4 separate regions of the Mus musculus genome follow, and all the other regions are linked to region 2. A link is a contact called in public HiChIP or PLAC-seq and promoter capture Hi-C data. All regions are on one chromosome and are shown on one strand. Each heading gives the region's core, a stretch centred on a gene start, on an enhancer-like site or on the middle of the called end of the contact. The rest is flanking DNA. Distances are from core to core; before and after follow the strand shown. Region 1 holds the start of Hpgds (hematopoietic prostaglandin D synthase). Region 2 holds the start of E230016M11Rik (RIKEN cDNA E230016M11 gene). Region 3 holds the start of Prdm5 (PR domain containing 5). Region 4 holds the start of Smarcad1 (SWI/SNF-related, matrix-associated actin-dependent regulator of chromatin, subfamily a, containing DEAD/H box 1).

Region 1 (3,412 bases), core at 570-3,069, 1.9 Mb after region 2:
CAAATGGAGGAGCAAGTGGGTTTAAATACTTCCTCTTTATCAACATAAAGGGAAAATGATGCGTGGGCTGATTTAAAATAAGATCCAGTGGAAGAGAAGCCCCCATGAAACATTGGTGAAGGATAATCTGGTCCTGATGTTGATCTCGTCCAGCTACAACCCTACCGTCGTTCATTTTGCAGCTGATTTTACACAGTTTTCAGTGAGAGCCTTTATCACTGTGTCCATTAACCTCACCTCAGACAGCATCTATTTCGCTTCTTGTAATGAGCAGAAAAGAGGCTGTACCCGTGTCTTCTTAAACTTTTTACAAATTAGTATTTATATTATTTACATTTATATAATTTTTATATTTATATTATGTATATTTATATTTTTCTCATTTATCATTGGAGGTTTTTTGTTTTCTTTTTCAAAGTAAAAAGAAGCTCGTTTGAAATGGATCTTATGACATGGTTGATAAGAGTTGCCCCTAGACCCAGATATAGCTGTCTCTTGTGAGACTATGCCGGGGCCTAGCAAACACAGAAGTGGATGATCACAGTCAGCTATTGGATGGGTCACACGGCCCCCAATGGAGGAGCTAGAGAAATTACCCAAGGAGCTAAAGGGAACTGCAACCCTATAGGTGGAACAACATTATGAACTAACCAGTACCCTGGAGCTCTTGACTATAGCTGCATATGTATCAAAAGATGGCCTAGTTGGCCATCACTGCAAAGAGAGGCCCATTGGACTTGCAAACTGTATATGCCCCAGTACAGGGGAACCCCAGGGCCAAAACGGGGGAGTGGGTGGGTAGTGGATTGGGGGGGTGGGTATGGCGGACTTTTGGGATAGCATTGAAAATGTAAACGAGGAAAATACCTAATAAAAATAAAATTAAATTAAAAAAAAAAAAGAGTTGCCCCTAGGTATGATTGTTCTGGGGACATGAAAAGCACCGTGTGGTTTCAATGTCTCATTGGGTAACTTCCAGATTTCAGGATGCACAGGCAGATATTTTATTGGACATTTTCAGTAAGCTGTGCTAATATTATCACTGAAATTAAACTTGTGTTATAATTTAAAGCTGATAGATATGAGTTCCTACTAGAAAAAGGTACTCTCATGGAGTATTTGAATCTTGTACACTAAGACTCTTTCAAACTGTGGACCTCTTCCAAGAAATGAGTGTAAACAGAACTCAAGCAACCATGCAAATGTAGTCTTTAAAAGTCTGACCCATGCCGAAATGCTAAGAGCGTTCAGCCATCAGATAGAGATCAGGGTCTATGTGACATGTCCAACAATCCTGTAGAAGGGAGAAAGCTCAAAAGAGGGAACATTGAAGCACTGGATGTTACAGACACTGCTTGTGTGAGGGCAGGGACCAAACAAATAAATCATGCAGTGAGGGACGTCATGATGAAGAGCAAACGGTGAGCAAACGGTGCGTGTGCTGGGGGTGGACGCGGGTGAGAAGGCACGGGGCAAAGGCGTCTCCAGGGAGACTGGGAAATGAAGTAAGACACTTTTGTCTCTGTAAGAAAACGTGACAGGGCTTGTTTTCTCATTCCCCAGAAGTCTGTGGTGTAAGACTAAGAATAAAGAGCTTGTAGCAATCTGTACACACAAGCACCTGTGACTGCGACTTTACTCTTTATGCAAATACGTTGGACTAATGTAGAGAGCTTGTGAAATGATGACAAAAGCTACCCAGAGCTCTTTACAGGCTGAACTTTGGACTCGTGCATCTCATGTGAGAAAGGCAGGAAGGCTTTTAGGTGGAGGAAGTGGCCTCTGGCTGTCTTGTGACTGCCACTCATCACAGAAACCACTGTACAGACAGGAACTGAGACACGGAGACACGGCACAGGAAAGGCTCTCTGCATAGGTAAGTGACACGAACTCTTTCTTCTTTCTGTTTGATTCTCCCCGTCTTCCCCAGCTTGAGACTGTTCGGTGGTCTATATGTTCCATCTTAACAGCGTCAGCTCACTCCAGGCTTTCATACACACATGGTCACGTAGAAATCGGATGACAACCTGTAAGAGCTGTGGATCCAAAAGCTTCTAGAAATTCCCTGAGCATCACCACCCCTGAAGGAAAAAGAAAATCCCATCTTGATCATCCTTGATAACATCTTTAGAACTCTCTTGGTAACTTTCTTTAGAATGTAAAGCAGTATAAATTTTCATTTATGCCCCTTCAACCCTGTATACGTGTGCACACACATGCATGTGAGTGTGCGCGTGCTCTGTGTGTGTGTGTGTGTGTGTGTGTGTGTGTGTGTGTGTGTGCGTGTGTGTGTGTGTGTGTGTGTCCGGGGGCTTTTTTTGCATCACATTCTATCATGTTAAGGCATATTTGGTTGAAATGTGTCTATGCTTGTCCAAGAATTGCTTCCTTCACCATTTGACAGTAGAGATAGTTTAAAAGATTTACTTCAGTTCAGATGGTTGAACTTAACAATCCTAAAGAGCAGTGTAGCTACTCCCTGTGCTCAGGTGTTAACATAAAGCAAGCCTCGAAAGTGGCATTTCTCTGGGGGTTTTTGATAGAAAATAGAGATCCCAGTTCACTGATTCAAAATTAAGCATCCAGTGTTTGAAATGAGCAACTTAGCAAATAAAGTGTCATCTATTTCTTTTTTGATCTACATTTTTTACTCCCTACCAGTAAATTGTCCAGGTCTGAACTAAAACTCCCCTCCCCCCTTGCACTATGAAATCGTGAAATCCTGTACGCTCCATCCCCTAGTTGTTAGGAGCAGTGGCTTCTGTTAGGAGATGCCAGCATGGGCAAGATGTCCAACATGGACAAGATGTCCTGTGAACAGTAGCTCCTCAGCTGCTCTCTGCATCCAGCTCCTGCATTTTAAAATACCAGACTCTACACAAATAGAGGTGCAAACAGTGTGCCGTGTCCACCACATGTGGGGTGGGGTTAAGACTGTCGGCAAGACCAGGGATGCTTCCAGTTGTGTACTCCAGACTCAAGCTATTGCAGAATTGCTGGACATGTGAAAAGAACGTGGCAGGGAACCCCAAGTATCTCTGAGTTCCAGATATCTTTTATTGAAGTGCGAGAGTTCAGTTAGGCCACTGGTGTTAAATAAATTATAAAATTGGGGTTGCAACTAGCCATCGGTGATGACTCTTTCTGCCAGAGAATTGGCTTTGGATTTCTATCATCTTTTAGACATACAGACTACAAATATTATACTATTTTTAACTTTATTACTTTAATCAAAATAGCACAACTGCCTAATCAGACTTAAGTGATCTTACCACAATTCACATTCTATTAATATTTACATTAAAGGTGTCCCTGTTGACCACTCCCACATATTTCTTATGATCAACTGAAATATCGATATTATGAAAAGTAAAAATTGATACAAACCTAATAGAGTGGAAGCACAAAAGAC
Region 2 (3,359 bases), core at 843-3,342:
AAAAAAAATCTTAAGGATAACTCACATGTACCTCTGCAAAATTTACTTCTGTAACTGTAAGCTACCCAGTGACCTCAATATTAGCACTGTTAAGAATGCAAGCATATGGGCTGCAATTTCACCACTCTCCGTGACTAGTAGGTTCAGGCAATGCTTTTGTATTTACTGAATAAGCTCATAAAACAAAGAGAGTTTTGAGCTATCCAGTAAAAGTTTGCATTAAAAATTGTTTTTACTTTGTAACTCCTGCTTGCAGTTACGAGGGTTTGCCTTCTACCTACAAGTTGCTATTATCTCAAAGGTGAAATTTGAGCACATGGCTAAAATGTACTACAGTTACAGCTTCATGATTCAGCTTCAGTAATTCAGAGTGAGCTCATAGACAGTAAAGGTGGTGTCATACTCTTCTGCCTGTGATGGGACGCTCAGGGAACATCGTGAGCACCTCGAATTTCCATGATGGCACCTCTGAATACCACAGAATTTCTCTCTTAGCTCTTACTTGATCAGAAGGAGCCTTCTTCAGGAAGGATTCTAAGAACGGTGAATTTGGCTCGTTAAACATGCGATCACCAGCTCCCCACCTTACATGGAGTAGGCAGAAATTTCACCAACTTTTTGTGGAAAAGATTCCAACTTGGTACTGTGCCACCACTACACACAAATGCGATTTTTTTTTTTTTTTTCTTCTCCCTGGAGTTTCAAATTCTCACAACCAACCAAAACCAAATCAAACCAGCCATCAGGGCACCAAAAGACTACTACTGGGAATAAGCAGGTTTACCTGAAACTTGCATATAAACACTGAAGCAAGCTTTGCCCGGCATGTCTGGACACTTAAAAATATGCTTACTAACAACAGCTAGACTGGAGTGCATTAATCCCTGGAAGTAAAATTTAAAAAGCAGCCCCTTAACACAAAGGGCACGAAACGACAATCAAAAGATGTCCACAACCAGAAAAACAATTGGCAGGCTGTTTCAGTCAGAGCTGAGGACACTTGAACCACTGCAAAGCCCTCCGCACCAGAAGGCTCCACAAACTACCTAGAGCTGGCTCAGGACCCCACCAACCGGGTTTCAGCACCACCTTCGTCCCGTGGGCTCCCTCCCGCGTAGCTCCGCCCCTTTCCGCTCAACTCTGCCTTGCTTTGGTGGAGCGAGGGTCTGGGTGTCAACGTCTGCTAATTTGCATAACCCAATGGCCTGACTGCATGCAAATGAAGCTGGACCTGGTTGGCTGAGGGCTAGCCCCATATCTCCGGAATCGGGCCCTTTGTCCTCCAGTGGCCCCGAGGCAGCAGTGCAGAGTTCCCCAGCGAGGCTAGGCGAGCAGCCGGCCGGCCGGAGCGGAGAAGGGAGGGTGGGAGCGAGCGCAGAGCCGGCGCCGCGCACTGTGGGGGCCAGGAGCAGCCCGCGCGCCGAGGGAGGGACTCGCACTTGCAATATGACTTTGGAGGAATTCTCGGCTGCAGAGCAGAAGACCGAAAGGTAAGTGTGCCTGCCGACTCGGTGGCCGCCGCCCCTCCCGCCTCGCGTCCGGGGACCCGGCTGACCCGCTCTCACCCTGCCGCCCGCAGGATGGACACGGTGGGCGATGCCCTGGAGGAAGTGCTCAGCAAGGCTCGGAGTCAGCGCACCATTACGGTCGGCGTGTACGAGGCTGCCAAGCTGCTCAACGTGTAAGTGGCCCGCGTTCCCCGCTCGCCCACCCACCCGCCTCTACCCCGCGCCCCCCTGAGCGTATGCAACTCACCGCTGCCCCGCTGCCCGCAGAGACCCCGATAACGTGGTACTGTGCCTGCTGGCTGCTGACGAAGACGACGACCGGGATGTGGCTCTGCAGATCCATTTCACCCTCATCCGTGCGTTCTGCTGCGAGAACGACATCAACATCCTGCGGGTCAGCAACCCGGGTCGGCTAGCTGAGCTGCTGCTACTGGAGAACGACGCGGGCCCGGCGGAGAGCGGGGGCGCCGCGCAGACCCCGGACCTGCACTGTGTGCTGGTGACGGTAAGAGACCCGGGGCTGCAGCCCAGAATCTGCTGGGGTGGACCTTGTCCGAGCTGAACGCTGATCTCGCGGGGGTTGTGATAGGGTACGGAGCGTGTCTAAGCTCGTGGGTGGCCTCCAGCGGCGGAAGATATCCCTGTGAGTCAGCAAGCTGCCCAGCTGCTACCTCTGCTTACCTCTGCACAACCTCGCGTGGCTAATTCTTTGAGCAGAACAGATTAGATAAAGCCAAATAAATTCCCGGTTTACCCTTCGTTAAGAAGTTAGCTTCATTCTTCATTTGCTGTCAAAGCTAAAGGTAGAAGTGGTGTAGGAGACAGACCTTATTAATTCCCTGGATATAGATAGATACTCTGAAGTGTACCGAGTGGAATTCTTTTCTTTGCTGCTCTTGAGTTTGTTTAAACGAGCTCCCTCCTCCCCACCGCTTAAAAATGTGTGGTGGGTTGATAGTGTTTTCAGAAAGAACCGTGCTGTCTAGGTCTTCTGGTTTTTTGTTTTTGTACTCTTTCTCTTCTGACTTGTGTAGGGAAGTGACTGCCTGGTTACTTGTTGCTGCCAGTAAAATGTGCTATTCATCGTCAGGGAAGATAAGAGTTCAGCAGCTGCCTGCCCTGCAGCCCTCACCGTGCACACAGCCTGAGAATGCTTTTCAGGAGTCTTTTACTTATGACCCACCAGGGTACATGCTTGGAAGGGAGGTCTTAAGAATGGTAACCTCATGCAGAATGGGGTAGTTAATATGCAAAACTCTGTGTAGTTCCGTGCACGTTACAGGTGTTTAGACTATGCTAGATGCTGTTTTTAACAGAATGTTCGGGGTTTGGCCCTTTCAAAAGTAGCACAATTAGTAGCAGAAGCTGATTATTTTCCGGGGAAGTAATTTTTTCAAAATCTGTTCACAGAACCCACATTCATCACAATGGAAGGATCCTGCCTTAAGTCAACTTATTTGTTTTTGCCGGGAAAGTCGCTACATGGATCAGTGGGTGCCCGTGATTAATCTCCCGGAACGGTGATGGCATCCGAATGGAAATAACTGAACCAAATTGCACTGAAGTTTTGAAATACCTTTGTAGTTACTCAAGCAGTCACTCCCCACGCTGATGCAAGGATTACAGAAACTGATGTCAAGGGGCCGAGTTCAACTGCACGAGGGCTCAGAGATGACTTTGCAGAGGGAGAGAGAGGTGAGCCTGAAGAAGGAAGCTGCGAGAAAAGAGAAATCCAAGGCAAAAGGGACAAAAACTACAAAGCACTGCAAGAAAGAAAACTGCTAATTTAGGATGGCCAGGTTACTTTCAAATAAGCCAAATATTGCTTTGTTGAAACTTTAAATGTATAGC
Region 3 (3,064 bases), core at 402-2,901, 1.3 Mb after region 2:
ACCAATGCTGCAGTAGGATGGCTCAAGATGCTTCAGCCCACACCAACGAGTACTCCCAACACAAGGACATGAAAATGTCAAAGAGAATGCCCTGCTCAACTACCAAAAAATGGTCTGAGTAAAGCAGAAGGAGGATTGTGCAGTAATTCTTACTTTTGGACAGCTGTCTGGTGTCCTACTATTCGTGAGCACAAAATTATTCTTAATTATAGTTACACCAGAAACCTTCAGGAAAAGTCCATTTAGGGGTTTTTCATGCTGTAAGACCTAAACAGAAGCATATGTCAATGGGACATGGGAGTCATTTGATGATGGTGATACTTGGCTTTGCAAGACTGCTGATTTTGACATTTCGTCATGTGGCAATATCTATCCAACTCATCACTAAATGGAATGAAGTATTAACTCCTGTGTTTTGTTTGTCTACATTTAATATGTGAGTTGTTTTTTGTTGTTGTTTTGTTTTGTTTTGACCACTTGACCTATGGTAACTTCTTGTAGGTCATGTTGTGAGCCCAGAGCTACATTCACACACTACCCTCTGAACCTCTGCTTTTCTAAGTATCTGCTAACAGGGCAAAATCAAAACAGCGAGGAGAGGCCGGGAACGTGTCAGGGGCAAGGTTTATAAACATGTTGTTCCATAACAGAATGTTCTAGAAAGAGCATATGTTTTCCTTTCAGAAACCATGGGTTTGAAGCTTAATTCGTTAACTTGGCAGGTTAACTGCAGCATTCCTATGCTCACCTCTTAAATGATAACTAAAAGACAGTTCCCCAGAGTACTGAGGGGTAAAGTCAAATGATATATATGGACAAAGTACCAAGCATTGGCCCTGCTCTGTGAACCTTGGATCTGCTTACTCTAGATGTCTCTGCCCTGACTCCTCTATTTCAAGTCTGCTAACCCACAATAGCTCAAGCCACCATGTTCTAAAGTTATAACTTAAGATTTGGAGCGCTCTGGTTTCCTGTCTTCTACATCTCTCCAATGAACAACCAACATCTATAGTGGGTCATCTCACAGACAGGGAAACCTGCGCTTAACTTGATCCCATGCCTGTGCCGTTCTGGAAGGTGATCCAATGCCAGGATAAAATTCAAAAACTCAAAGAAAATAGGCCGAAGATCCAGATACCACCCCCAGGATGGCAATGTCGGGAAGGCCTGCTTCTGTGGCTCCCGGGCCTGCACTGGGCTGCAAGCTGCCAGGGCCCATCTGCACAAGCAGTGAGGGGTATGACCAGGCTGCCAACTGTTCAGAATTCAGGAGCCGTCCGGCGCTGGGCTGGGGGAGACTGCAGCCCATGGGAGCCTCTCGCCACAGCCGCGAAAGACAACCAGACACCCGCTCCCTACAGGCCCGTTCTCCCCGCAGGCCCTGGGACGTGGCGCGGCCTGAGCGGGCCGCTCACCCACCTTGCGCACGCGGCGGGCCGTGTAGAGCCCCATCCCGTCCTGGACCCGGGACGACTTCAGGGCGAACCTGTCTGGTACGTACATGCCCAGCATCCTCCGTGGCTCGGCCGCGCTCCGGAGGCGCCGCACGTGGAGATGGGGTGCGGGCCTGGGGCGGCCGGGAGGAGGAAATGAGCTCGGCTCCCAGAATCCCCACCTCCCTCCTCGGCTCCCCGCGGCCAGGCCCCTCCTCGGCCGGGGCAGGCGCGGCCGGAGCGGTGGGGAGCCCAGGCCACCGGGCCGCGCTGATTGGCCCAAAGTTTGTGGCGCCGGCTGGAAGCCTCAAACCCCAGGCCATGGAGCTTCCAGCTCCGAGATGAGGATGAGCCTGTAGCCACATCGACCCTCCTCACCATCTCTGCGTTCGGCAGAGGTTCCCGCATCTCCTCAGATGCAGAATGAAATAGGCCTTGGCATTTCCAAAACAGCCTTTTGCTAACCACAGCCGAGACCAACCCAGAAAGTCTGGGAAACCTTTGAGTCTTACTGGATGAGTGTTCCAGGGTTGAACTAAGGAGAGGCCAAGGAGTCTGCTCTATTTCAAGATGAGAATTGGATATAAGTATTTAAGTAATATGGTGAGGAGCCTTCTGGAAAGTGATTATTACTTTCCAAGGCTTGTGACTACCAAGTCCTCTTACCAGATTTGTTCAAGTCAGACCCCGGGCCTTGCATTCCATTCAACAAGACTGGGTTACCAGTCCTTAATAGACCAGTTATCCTGGTTAGGTTTTTTTTGTTAACTTGACACAAGCTTGAGCCCTCTGGGAAGCTGGAATTTAAATTGAGAAAATGTCCCCATCAGATTGCTCTGTAGGAAGTCTGTGGATCATTTTTCTGGATTAAAGATTGGAATGGGAGGGTCTAGCACATTGTAGATGGTGACATCCCTGGGTCACATGGTCCTAGGTTGTCTTTTAAAAAGGCAAGCTGAGCAAGCCATAGGGAGCAAGCAGTGTTTTGTTCTGGCTCCTGCTTCCAAGTTCCTGCCTTGAGCTCTTGGCCCTGACATTTTTCAATGATGGACCAAGATGGGAAACATACGCCTCTTGCCCTGTCCTCTCCCCCAAAAAGTCCTTTCCTCCCCAAGTTCCTTTTGGCCAGAATGTTTTATCACAGAAAATAGAAATCAGAGTAGAAAGCAGAGTAGCTGTTAAAAGGACTGTAATGTAGTCCTTGGTAATGTCTCGCCAAAACTCATGTGTTGAATACTTTTGGGAAGTGATTGTATAAGGAATGTTCTAGCCTAGTCAATGGATTCATCCATAGACATATTCATTATCCAGTGCTACTATTGGAAGCTGGTAGAACTTAAAAGATAGAGCCTGATAGGACAACGTAAGTCATTAAATGAGCATTCTCTTAAAGGACATTAAGGTCCCTCTTCATCTTTCTCTGATTCCTGGATGCCAAGGTGAGCAGCTTTTCTCTACCTTTACATCAACGTGCCTCTGTGTTGCCATGAGACATGAAAGTGATGGAGCCACGAAACCTCTCAGCCCATGAAACCAAATATATCTTGCCTCTCTTTGTTGCGTGTCTCCAGTGTTTCCTTTCCAAGCTAGATAACACATCAGGATAAACACTAAGATGGTTATACTGTGGT
Region 4 (3,182 bases), core at 153-2,652, 2.0 Mb after region 2:
GAGGGACACTGCTTTCAAAAAGCCAGGAAAAGATGTCAGGTGCGGTGACATGTGGCTGGAATCCCAGCAACTGGGAGGCAGAGGCAGAAGGATCACAAGTTCAAAGCCATCCAGTCCACGCGGTTTCACACAAGCGCCAAGGCCACAAAGTCAGATCCTGCCTCAAAACAAACAAAAGAGACAGAACAAGGGGCGAAAAATGAAAATATTAGAATGGATGAAAACCTGTAACTAAATTAATAACCTTGAAGTCTACTAGAACTGCCTACATTCTTCTCTCAGTAGCCATTCTGACCCAAGAATTCTCTACACTCGGCTTTCAGCGTCCACCATTATGCTGAATCCCAAGAACTCCTACAAGTGAGACAATGGAGGTAAGGCTCGGGTTGGCAGGTAGTTGGTGGCTATGGCAGTCCCAATGCTGGATTTCAATGCACAAAACTGGAAACACTGTATCAATCTGTGTAACATTAAAGTGTAACAAAAAAGTGGATTCCCTCCTGCCTGTCACCTCCGGTTGTTATCAGTGTGCAACATTGTAACTCACCTGTTTTCTCAGTTACATCTGAGTCTGGGGTGTTTGCCCTGCTACCTTCCCCTTCAGCATTCTCCTCTTCAGCACTAAGAGAAATTGGTGACGAAGGACGGGCCTGGGAGGGCTGAGGGGCTGCTTCGGGTGCTTCCTCAATCTTACTCCTTTTCTCAAAGCGAAAACGGTCCAAGTTGAAAAGATTCATATTGGGAGGAACCACCACCCTGAGGGGGCTGACAGCTTTCAATGAACTAGCTGCAGGGAGGGAACAAAAAACAGGGGGATGAGGCGGTGAAAACAAGGAGCCACACAAAGCCACCACACTTGGCTCCCAGAGAAAGGGGGTCCGGCCGCACCGATGCCCGAGCCCGGTTCCGGCTGTGCTTTGTTAGGCCACACGGGGACGGCGGATTGCAGTCCCGGCCAAATGCCCGTCGCGCCCTCGACCCGGCCCGCGCGACCCCACGAGCCCGAGCCGACCCTCGCACGAGGTCCTCACCCGGGCCGCAGAGGTGCGCGCCCGCCTTCCCGCCACGCAGCCCGCACCGAGCGCCCGCCGCCTCCACAAAGCCCGCGAGGCCCGAGCCTCCGCCGCGGGAACACAAAGGGCCGAAGCGGGAGCGGCGCGCCGCCCGGAAGTAGACGCGGCGAGGCCCGGCCGAGGAGGAAGCTTGACAGGCCGGCGCGCCGCCGAAGGGAGCCCGCCGCCCGCACGCACGCACGCACTTACAGCCTGGCAGGCTCCTCGTTGGAACAAAGGTGGACAAGAACAAAATAATTCTTTGAGGGAGGCGACGGTAGCCTGGCCGGGACCTTCCAAGGCAGCGCTGGGCAAGCCACGGAGCGCGTAGTGATGACGCAACACGCAGCCCAGGCCTTGTTCTCCCAAGCGTCGCGTGGTCAGAAAAATGTCTGAGCGCGCCGTTGTCATGGTAACCTGTATCTATCTCTGCTAGATTCTAAGGCTGGAATTGTTTCTTGGTTCCTTTTCACCGCGCCGGCTACAGAGCTAATAAAACAATAAAACAAGATGAGAGCAAATGGCGTCGCAAGATACAATTAATTCGGAGCTTGTCGGTTATGTTCCACAATGTCAATATGCAATATAATTTTTCACTAAATTTATGTTCGTCGTTTCGAACGTGACAGTGTTTTAATTGTGTAATCTCAATCATTACAAGACAGTTTTACAAAATAAAAAAAACTGAGGCCTGGCGGGTAAAGGCGCTTTTTAAAGGTGCTTGTTACTAAGTTTGATGACCTGAGTTCAATCACCTAGAGCCACTTAGTAAAAGGAAAAAAACCAATTCTGAACGTTGTTCTCTGGCTTCCACAAGTGTTCTGTGAGACAGAGCGCGCACACACATACACACACACACACACACACACAGTCCTGCAGATGCTAAGTAATTAGTAAGAGACAATATCTGATACTTTTCAACACAAAGGCTTTGCTTGAGCTTCTCCACTGTTGACATGATTTTCCTTGGTTTTGTTTGTTGGCATTTTCTCTTCTAGTCGATTTGTGATACGTGTGCACCATGTTGGATATCCTTTCAGGAAATGATCCCATAGCACACCAAGAAGCAACAGACCAAGGAAAGCTCATACATCCTTTTCTGTGGTAGCCCACCTTCTCTGAGATTAATCTACTTAAAGGAGAACAACATTAATCCCTTGTCTGGACCATGGCCCCATCACTGGACCTCACCCTGAAAAGGTTTCCTTACCTCTCTACCCTACTATACTAGAAAATAGCTCGGGAAAAAAAATGAAAATAGCTTCTTCCACATACATCACCTTTTGAGTACACACACCAACCATACCCAAACCAAAGCAGTCACAATAGAACAGTAGCACATTCCAGATGGCATAAACACAAGGAAACATTTTCTCTGAGATCTGAAATACACTGAAAGTATTTTGTAGACCTATTCTGGCCTCCTTTCTAGACTTGTGACACCATGTTCTTGTGCCTGCACTTACCTTGTCTATGTCCACATTTCTTCTAATGAGAACATAATTTGTACAATATGGGAGCGTGTGCTAGTCACTTCATTTTAACTTCATTACCTTTTCTGAAGACCCTATGTCCAAATGTGGTCCCTTTCTGAACTACTTGGGACTCAGGACTCAACACGCAGAGTTTGTAAGAGCATAAACCAACTAATAACAGTCAACCAGAAAGGAGAATTCTGTTAAGGACAGATAATTTGGGGCTAGTAGTCACTTTGTTTATCCTTATTCCTTGAGACTCTAAAGAAGCCTTTAATCCCAGCACTTGGGAGGCAGAGACAGGCAGATTTCTGAGTTCAAGGCCAGCCTGGTCTACAGAGTGAGTTCCAGGACAGCCAGGACTACACAGAGAAACCCTGTCTCAATTTGCTTTTGAAACTTGAAGTCAAGGAAACAGTGTGGTGCAAGTACTGCTGTTCTAGCCCACAAAGAGTTTTCTGTACAAAATTTTGAGAATCAATAAAGATGGGAGAACTTGGAATGTTTGAACCACAGCTCTCAGAACTTTAGTAACAGCACAACAAATTAAAACAACTCATGCCACAGTGTAAAAAAAAGAAAAGAAAAAGAAAAAAGAAACCCTGTCTCAAAAACCAAAACAAACAAACAAACAAACAAAAACCACAAAACCAGA

What was found. Promoter capture Hi-C pulls out the DNA fragments that hold promoters and counts their contacts. HiChIP or PLAC-seq counts read pairs in DNA pulled down with a chosen protein or histone mark.
Region 1: an H3K27ac HiChIP or PLAC-seq map of microglia shows a contact between it and region 2, with 6 times the contacts expected there. The contact joins the promoter of Hpgds here to the promoter of E230016M11Rik in region 2. A contact is called at or near these places in 4 of 39 promoter capture datasets (cranial neural crest, hippocampal neurons, liver and 1 more), 2 of 115 datasets of contacts at active chromatin or transcription factors (bone marrow-derived macrophages and microglia) and 1 of 9 other capture datasets (macrophages).
Region 3: a contact with region 2 is called in a promoter capture Hi-C map of stem cell-derived epiblast-like cells, with 4 times the contacts expected there. The contact joins the promoter of Prdm5 here to the promoter of E230016M11Rik in region 2. A contact is called at or near these places in 6 of 39 promoter capture datasets (the 3T3-L1 cell line, 3T3-L1-derived adipocytes, cranial neural crest and 2 more) and 1 of 115 datasets of contacts at active chromatin or transcription factors (embryonic stem cells).
Region 4: a contact with region 2 is called in a promoter capture Hi-C map of pre-B cells, with 5 times the contacts expected there. The contact joins the promoter of Smarcad1 here to the promoter of E230016M11Rik in region 2. A contact is called at or near these places in 5 of 39 promoter capture datasets (the C10 cell line, embryonic stem cells, hippocampal neurons and 2 more), 1 of 115 datasets of contacts at active chromatin or transcription factors (astrocytes) and 2 of 9 other capture datasets (adipose tissue and embryonic stem cells).

Annotation. Positions count from the first base shown.
Region 1 is chr6:65,143,137-65,146,548 of GRCm38.p6, reverse strand. Hpgds (hematopoietic prostaglandin D synthase) reads left to right here and starts at 1,819. Exons shown (of 6, transcript NM_019455.4): 1 at 1,819-1,876.
Region 2 is chr6:67,035,332-67,038,690 of GRCm38.p6, reverse strand. It overlaps E230016M11Rik (RIKEN cDNA E230016M11 gene), which reads right to left and starts at 2,092. Exons shown (of 7, transcript NR_040278.1): 1 at 1,756-2,092. It overlaps Gadd45a (growth arrest and DNA-damage-inducible 45 alpha), which reads left to right and starts at 1,284. Exons shown (of 4, transcript NM_007836.1): 1 at 1,284-1,490; 2 at 1,580-1,681; 3 at 1,776-2,013; 4 at 2,919-3,359. The coding sequence starts at 1,447. The coding sequence ends at 3,032.
Region 3 is chr6:65,777,549-65,780,612 of GRCm38.p6, reverse strand. It overlaps Prdm5 (PR domain containing 5), which reads right to left and starts at 1,651. Exons shown (of 15, transcript NM_027547.2): 1 at 1,420-1,651. The coding sequence starts at 1,512.
Region 4 is chr6:65,040,811-65,043,992 of GRCm38.p6, reverse strand. Smarcad1 (SWI/SNF-related, matrix-associated actin-dependent regulator of chromatin, subfamily a, containing DEAD/H box 1) reads right to left here and starts at 1,402. Exons shown (of 24, transcript NM_001355250.1): 1 at 1,263-1,402; 2 at 548-787. The coding sequence starts at 737.